Linked DNA regions of Mustela erminea: region 2 is linked to region 1. A link is a contact called in public Hi-C data. All regions are on one chromosome and are shown on one strand. Each heading gives the region's core, a stretch centred on a gene start, on an enhancer-like site or on the middle of the called end of the contact. The rest is flanking DNA. Distances are from core to core; before and after follow the strand shown. Region 1 holds the start of AJUBA (LIM domain-containing protein ajuba). Region 2 overlaps ACIN1 (apoptotic chromatin condensation inducer in the nucleus).

Region 1 (4,241 bases), core at 55-2,554:
GCGGGCGCCGGCTTCTCGCCCACCCGTGCCCACCGTCAGGCGCAGCAACGCTGTTAGCTCATCCTGGTATCGGGCGCCCGCGGCGCAGTCCCCGTAGCCGGTCACTGAGTGTCGTCCGGGTTGCGCCCCGCGTCTCTCCAAGGGCCCTGCCGCTCCCACTCCGGCCCCGGCTAGAGCTCCGGGGCTGCCCAGGGCCGGGGGATAGGAGTGGCGGCTTTCCTGGCAGCCGAACCCCGCGGGCCGGTGAGCACACAATCGGTCCAGGGCGGCGTGGAGCTCCGGGTAGGCGGACGGCACCCCTCCAGGGGAATACCCCGCTGGAGCCCCAGCCAAGGGTGGGCCAAACAGACAGGGCCCGGCGGGCAGGGGGCTGCCGTGGCGCTGGTCGTAGCCCATGCTGATGCCGCTGGTGCGATTGCTGCAGGGTCGACTACCTCCGGCTCCGCCTGCCCCCGCCCCGTCCAGCAGCAGGCTACCCCGGGGGCTGGACGGCTTGCTGGCGTCGCTGGCTGAGCTACTGGCGAAACTGGAGCGTGGGCTTAGAGCTGGGGCCGTGGTCTCCAGCCGAAAGTCGGGGGGCAATGACTGAGGTAGAGGCAAGGCCCGGGTGGGAGGCGGCCCCCCGGGGAAGGAGCCCTCGTAGCGCTGCGCCTCAAAGGAGCCGCGCGGGTTCCGCTCAGCGTCCAGGGGGCCCTGCTCCCGGGCTGGCTCCAACGGCTCATCCCCAGGTCCCCCAGTAGCTCCACGGGGCCCTGATTTCCTAGGCCCCCCCAACCCACTCAGACGCCCCTTGCCCGGCCCGGGGGTCCCATCAGACCCAGACCGGCTAGATTCACCCTTTCTGCGGCCGAACTTGGCGCTGCCGGAGTCGGAGAGCCTTAACTTCTCCAGCAGGCGACTGGCTTTCTCCCCTAACCGCTCCATGCCCTCGGGCCTGGGGCCTCCAGCCCCCTCCCCGCCGGGCACCCTGCAGCTTCTCGGCGGCCGCTTCTCTTTTCCAGCGGCCGGACTCCGGTTCCCCGGGGGCACGGGGTAGGCACAGGGGGTCAGCGGGCGGCCCAGATGCCCGGTACCGGGAATCCCGCAGCATCCCCCAGCGAGAGGGGCTGCTTCCCCCCGCGCATCAGGAGTTAAGCGGGGCTAGAAGGGCCTACGGCCGCGGCTGTCCCATCCGCAGGTCAGTCTGTTCACGCGTCCACTCGCCCAGCCGCCCCACTCTCCCCGGCCCCCGCCCCCCTCGCTCTCACACTCAGCACAGACCGAACTTCTCTCCCAAACTTTTGTCTGCCTGGCCGGATCTACTTTCCGGGAGGGGCGGAGCGCTGTGTGCGAGAGGAACGGGGGTGCCTGCGCAGGGATCTCTAGTGCGCCGGAGGGGGAGGGTGGTGCTGGTGCTAACTCCCTGGAGGTGGAGACCCAACGACCGGAGACGAAGGGAGGCCGAGGGGCAGTTTGGGCAGCTGCTACTACATCTCTCAGGAAGTGGGACCGGGAAAAGTGGGGGAGGGGGGCAAGGAACTCTTTGTTTGCAGTTGGAATGCGCGGAGGGGCACGGTGGAATGTCGCGGTCCCTGACGGGGCGACGCGAGGCATGTTCTGCGCAAACATCGTGACTTTGTTCCTACTGTGGGGACTGTGGGAGAGATGAAGAGAGACCGGCACAGAAGTAATGAGACCCATAAAGAGGGGGCAGGGAGAAAGGTAGATACATAAAGAGGTCAGAGACGCGTATGGGAAGAGTCCAGAAGGGCGAGGAAGCCCACGTAGAGAGGTGGTGGAAGACAGGTAGCGAAAGAAAGGGGGAGCTGGAGCAAAGGGAGGAAATCGTGGGTGGTGCGCAGACCGAAGGATGAGCAGACTGCGAAAAAGGCAAATTTGTCCAAGTCCAGACAGAATGAGAGCTCAACAGATAAACTGCAATAAAATAACACCACTTTCTGAACCCAAAGCTCCGCGACGGTAGGGAGGGAAGGAACTTTGGTGTCTATGCAAAAATAGTGAGGAAGAGGGTTGGGACTCATCCCTACCGTCCGGGTAGAACGGTTAGAGGACTAGAAGACACCCCCTGGTGTTGGGAAGAGAGATTTTTAGCAACTCTCTCAGGCGAAAAGGGGGATGGGAGGCCTGGTGTTAGGGCTAACGGACCCCTCCCTGATGGTGGGCCCACAGGAGATTGTGATAAAGGGTAAGCATTAAAAAGGAAGAAAAGAAATGTCATTTAGACGATCTAGCAAGTGAAAATGATCAGGGTGGAAAAGGGAAAGAGAAGGCTTCTAGTGTTGGACGTACTGGAAAAATGAAGAATAAGGAAAGGAAGAAAAGGTGGCTGAAACTAAACGTGTCTAATTAAATACCAGTGCAACTGATTTTGCCCTGACTAGCGTATCAGGGGCAAGGAGCAGAGGAGGTAGAATGGGGAAGGAAATGATTCCTTTGTATTTAGATAGTAAATGAGCATGAAAATTATATGCAAACAAATCATGCATATTATTTTCATTTCAACATTTTGAACACCTTTCCTAATCTTAGTGTAGCCTTAGGGAATGGGGAAGCAAAGGAAGTTAATATCTTTGGGGAAATTAATTTGGCACAAACTATTTGGCTTCTTTGTCCTAGCTGCATTGTCTCCCTGACCTCATCTCTCTGGAGAACCAGCCTCTCTCTTTCCCTGTCAGGCCTACAGCTTTTCTCTGATCCAGAGGAGAGTTCAGTATCAGACTAGAAGCTGGGAACACTGAAAGCATTAGTAACAGAGGGGAGCTATCAGGTTGCATCCAGAACCCGCTGTGAGTGACATCTCCCTCCTTTCCTGTCTCCAGATGGGGAAAGAGAACTTGGATTCTTCCTTCCTACTACTTACAACCAAAATATCCACAGAGCCTCTTATATTTGGAAGCTTTCCCACTTTGGAGTGGGGATGGGAGAGTGAACCTTAGGAAAAGTTGAGAAGCCTTTAAAGGAAGCCCCTGTGGGAGTTGGTGGTGGCAGCAATGGGCCCAGCTGGGACCAACCACCTGTGTTTTCAGGGGATAACAAGAACCAGAGACAAGTGAAGGGGCGGAAGGAGGCACTGAAGGCACGCTCCAGAGTGCTTAGGACCTCAGGGTAACCATTCCATAGTCTCGACTAGAGCCGGGAGCTCCACAGGCCTTGTTCTCCCTCCTCAAGACTTGAATTATGAATTGTGTACACAGATGGCTCCCAGACATTTTTTCTTTTATAAGGAAGCTCTACACCCAGCCTGGGGCTTGAACTCATGACCCTGAGATAGAGAGTTGCATGCTCCATTGACTGGGCCCTTAGCCCAGACTTTCTTAGATTTAAAAACTCAGCTGACCGCTAGCATCTCTACTTGGCTGTCTCAAAGGCATACAACACTCTCAACTGACTTCACCTTCCCTGCCTCCCGAAACTGGCTCCTCCAGCATCCCCTGAAGAAATGGCACCTTAAGCACTTAGCTGCTTAAGCCCGAAACGGGAACACCAACCTTCTGTCCTCCTCCCTCCATCTAAGGTCCAACCAACTCTCATCACCAAGCCTGTCAGTCACCAAATCCTCTCAGTTCAGCTTCTTAAATAACTTCCAAATCTGTCCTCCTCTTACCATCACTTTCTGACCAGACGTTTCCTCTCCTGAGCCACTGCAGAATACCCCCCAGCAGCCCCACACCCAGACCTGGGTTTCTCCCTGCCATCCATCTCCTACCGAGGACAAGGGATTCTTCTCAAACACAAAACTGATCATCTCATTTCCCTGCTAGACACCCTTGAATGATTTCTCACTGCCTTCGAACTAGACGAGGTCTGTGTGTCTCTCCAGCTTCTCTATGCACCAGTCCCTCCTCAAACTGTTCTGCAGGACGATGGCAACTCCTCTGTGCTCTCTCTTGCCTCTGGACTTTCGTCCTTGCTATTCCCTTGTTTGGAAGACTCCCGGCCTACCCTTCCCCTCTGGCTCACGCCTCACCATCTTTCAGGTGCCAGTCTAAGCACCACTCTCTGAGAAGCCTTTCCAGACCCCCAGAGTAGGTCAGCCAGCCCTGTTGTCTGCTGCCGCTGCCCCTTACACTCCCCCATCATCACCCTTATCACAGTTCATTTCACTGTATACTTAACTGCCTGGCTCCCTGATTAGATAATGAAACCTCTAATCAGCATCTGACCTGCTCCACAGGGTACCCACAACACCTAACACAGTACCTGACACCTAGGAAGTAATCAGTATTTGTTGTATGACCGAC
Region 2 (3,875 bases), core at 1,007-3,506, 79 kb after region 1:
CTATCCTGATCCAAATCTGCCTACCCCCTCCTTTAAGCTATCCCACTGTGTAAGAGTGATTACCAAAGTGTTCTAACTCTTTCTCCTCGGCCCGCTCCTGTCCACCCACCCCAACAGGTGGCTTGGAAATTTACCTCTTTCTTCTCCTCATCTTCAGCATTGCCCTCTGGGCGGTCATCATTGCTGACTTGGTCTGCAATAGGCACGGGGGGTTCTGGAACCTCATTTTCAGGTCTGTTTTCACTTGTGTCCATGGTCACTTCCTCCTTCTCCTCACTGACAGTATGGGCAGAGGTAGGGAGGGAAGGGCAGGGAAGAACCAAGGGGAAGAGAGAGCAAGATGTTAGGTTTGGGGTCAGGAAACCCCCATGCCTCATCACTTGGGTGGGGTTGGGAGAGCTGCTTTTCAGATGAGACTAGATACTTTGCCCCCACAGGAAAACTGGAAAACTGTTTTCCTTGGGAGAAGAGCACAGATCGTAGCAACCACATCCACCCACTGCTCAGATGGGATAAAGCTGTGACATGTGGGGTCAGGACTACCAACTGTTTTTAGGCAATTCAACAGAGTACTCTTACAAGTAAAGAAAACTGCCCTCTGAACAGTCCCTCAAATGTGACCGATTTGCCCACAACCCTATACCCTCCCTATCCCCTGGCCACAGGCATCTTTTAACAAAATTGCATGAGAAATTAAGGGAAGCCTGACTGCTTAAGACAAGAAAGAATGGCTGTGGCAAGTGATCCCACGCTTGTGTTTACAATCAACTGCTTAATAAGGCCTACCGACCCACAGGATCTGGAAACAGGAATGGAGAAATTGGGGAGGGGGGGGGAGGCTGTGGTTGCAGGGAAAGCAGGGCTGGTAAGGGTTCAAACTTCAGTAAGGACACTCTCATCCAAAAGGAAAAATGACAAATGTTGGAGTTTGAAGGCTCAGAGAAGAATCAGGCCACTTTTACCTTCTCAGAGGTGTAGGAATTGTTCTTACATTCAGCTTTCGCCCAGTTTCTCCCACTCCCTCATTCCAACTTCCAAGAGATAAAGAGAGCAGGCCTCCCAGTCAGGACACACCCTCCCCCACACCCTGGATCCCCTCCCCACTACAAATACTGAATCCCCCCACCCCCACTCTGAATCACACAAGTTAGCTCCCACTTCAGGGAATGAATCCCAGAGATTCACTTAAGATAAACTATCTTCCCATCTCCTTTTTCTGTCTTCATTCGTAACTTCTATCTCTAATCTCACTCCCACTACCACCCAAAACATTAAGGGGAAAAAAAAAATCAAATTAAGATGATCAGAGGCCCAAGACCCAGGAGAGGGGAAATGAAGCATCCCCACACTGAGAACCACCACCAGAAAATTCAGCATTCCCCATAGGCTGACTGACACTCAGAGGTCAGAACAGCCTCCCCAGAGCAGGCAGGGAGGGATGCACGGGAAGGGGGAGGGGAAAATCGGAACTGTGCCCCCAGCTATCCGGCACCCACAGAAACACGCGATTCAACTGCCTAAATCTAAAGAAAAGACTTATACAAAAAATACCTATTTCCCATACGGAGAGGGCAAGTTGGGCCAATTAGAAACCAGGCAGGAAGGACAAAGGGGGAAAGCAGAATGACTGAAAACAAACCAAAACGAAAAGACGGAATGAAAGCCATGGGGAAGAGGAGGAGGATGAGGTAGGCTAGAGCGGTGGGGAAAAGGGATACATGGAAATGTGAAGCTCTCACCCTTCTTTGCTTTCTGATAACATGATTTTTTTCTCCCCCTGGAAGTGCTGTTTATCCCTTTCTGGAATGGAAGAAATAACAAAAACCAAACAAAAAAAATCCTAAAAATTAAAAAAAAAAACCCGCAACACCTTCCTTGTCCCAAGAGCCCACCACCTCCTCCCCAGCCACCCGATCCAGAGAGAGAAAATCGAGATGCAGCAACTGGGGATCCAAAAAATGGTAAATGGAAGGGGAGGTGGTGGTGGTGGTGGTGAGAGGGGAGGCTAAAATAGATCTGGCTTTTAAGAGATAAGCGTTAAGTCCTCACGGCAAACCCCGAGTTCAGCTGGATTGGTCTCTCTGGAGAAGGAGGAGGAAGAGGGCCAGGCTGCTGGTAGTGGCTGGCTCTATTGTATTGGCGGAGCGGCGGCGATCAGCCGGAGACATGCAGGGGAGCCATCTTGCCACTTACCCAGCAGCCCGTGTGTGCGGATGGGGGAGGGCCCTGCTGCAGCAGGGGAGGGGAAAGAGAAGAGGGAGGGCGCTGAGTGAGCAAGGTTCTTATCCTCTGGCAGGCCACAGGGAGCTCACTGCTGGCTCAAGAGGCCTGGCCTTTTTCCTTCTTTTCTCAGGTTACAACAGCTACCGAGGCCTAACCCCACAGGGAAAGGGTGCACTCTCCTTGTCTTCCCAGGGGGCGGGGGCGGGGGGCTGGGTGGAGAGGACATACAAAGTTACAGCTGCTTGCCTGGAAGATTCCAGAGAAAAGAAGAAAGGGAAACAGCCGAGTTTGGGAATTAAAAATGACTAAAGAAGGAAGATAACAAAGTCAAAGTTTAAAAAGACACAGAATGGAGGGTCATGAGCAATTTTTCATGTGCCCACCTCCTTCCATCCTAGAAGCCAGTCAGCTGTTCATGCAGGGAGGTGGGATGAGAACTGGCTCTATCCAATCACTGGAGGAGCTAGCTGGCTGCTCACCCTAAGCAATGACCACGTGTTATTACTCCAACCTGTCTTTTCTCCAGGGATGGCGGGAGGAGAGGATAGAAGAGAGCTCCTTTTTGAATTACCAGTAGAGAGGGGGAGAGATGTCTCTGAAGAGATGACAGACAACTTTGTTTCACAGAGTCTTTAATCAGGTCACCCTGCCCTGGGGTCCACTGGAGCCAGAAAGGAAAAGGATAAACAGGGCAAGGGGACCTTGGGTAGCTGAAGCATGAAGGCCACTTCTTGGAGCAAGGGCTCCAAGGTGGGGGCTCCGAAGTAGATAGGAAGCCAGAGAGAGCTGTTACATGGGCGGTTGGTGGGGGGGGGGGGTGTAGAGGGCTGTCTGCTGGGCCTGAAGTGTTTGGGAACTAAATGGAAATTATTAATCATGGGCATCTTCACCAGACTAAATGTGAAATAAGCTGACTCTAACCACTCAAAAAACAAAACAAAACAAAAAAAAACCACACTCAGTAGATGCTCAAAGACTCCTTTTTTGACTACAGAGATGCTCCTTTTGCATCCTAGCGGCAGCAGAGGTTTAACAGTAAGGTATTTAATCAAAAGCTTGGTATTTATTATCTCATTTGTAGTATCAGAGCTTTCAGCCAGGAATAAATTTTCCTCCCCACTCCTTAGAATCTTGTACATGCTGACTACATGCTAAAGTGGTCATGTTTACACATTACTCTAAAAGTTCCCTTTCACTTAGTCATCCCTGTCTGCTCATTAAGACTCTGAGCTCTGCAGTCAAACTGGCTAGGGCCCAATCATGACCTGACCTGTTCCCACACAAGTTCTGTGACACTGGGCTAGTCTCTGATCCTGTAAAGTGGGGATCACAAAATACCTATCTCATGGAACAGTATGATAAGGCTTTGCCCTCAGAAGTCTGGCTTGGACAACATTCCAGGTCAAGGTAAGGATATGCATTAAAAACATGTACATTTAATATGCCATTTATCTCATTTGATACCACCTATGGAGCTTTTTCTGAGTTTTCTCAAAGAGTAGACTGCACTTTCTCTGATGTGAAGGCACTCAGTAGTTGGTCTGACAGGTTTTCAGCAAGGACCTCATCACTTTATAATAACCGCTGGATGACTTGCCCCACACCTCCACCTTGTAGGACTCCTCAGGGTCAGGGACTACATTTCTCAACCC

Evidence for each region. Hi-C and Micro-C count contacts between places; a contact is called where the count stands out from the background.
Region 2: a Hi-C map of fibroblasts shows a contact between it and region 1, with 3 times the contacts expected there. The contact joins the enhancer-like site here to the promoter of AJUBA in region 1. A contact is called at or near these places in 3 of 3 Hi-C or Micro-C datasets (fibroblasts, skeletal muscle and spleen).

Annotation. Positions count from the first base shown.
Region 1 is chr5:74,737,240-74,741,480 of mMusErm1.Pri, forward strand. AJUBA (LIM domain-containing protein ajuba) reads right to left here and starts at 1,305. Exons shown (of 8, transcript XM_032343818.1): 1 at 1-1,305. The coding sequence starts at 924.
Region 2 is chr5:74,815,200-74,819,074 of mMusErm1.Pri, forward strand. It overlaps ACIN1 (apoptotic chromatin condensation inducer in the nucleus), which reads right to left. Exons shown (of 19, transcript XM_032343823.1): 9 at 135-276. Among named protein-coding and RNA genes, the nearest start is that of CDH24, 11 kb to the left of the region's middle. Within about 2 kb of position 2,257, the one cell type or tissue checked has open chromatin away from gene starts, as enhancers often do. A contact at or near this core is called in fibroblasts, where this site is marked.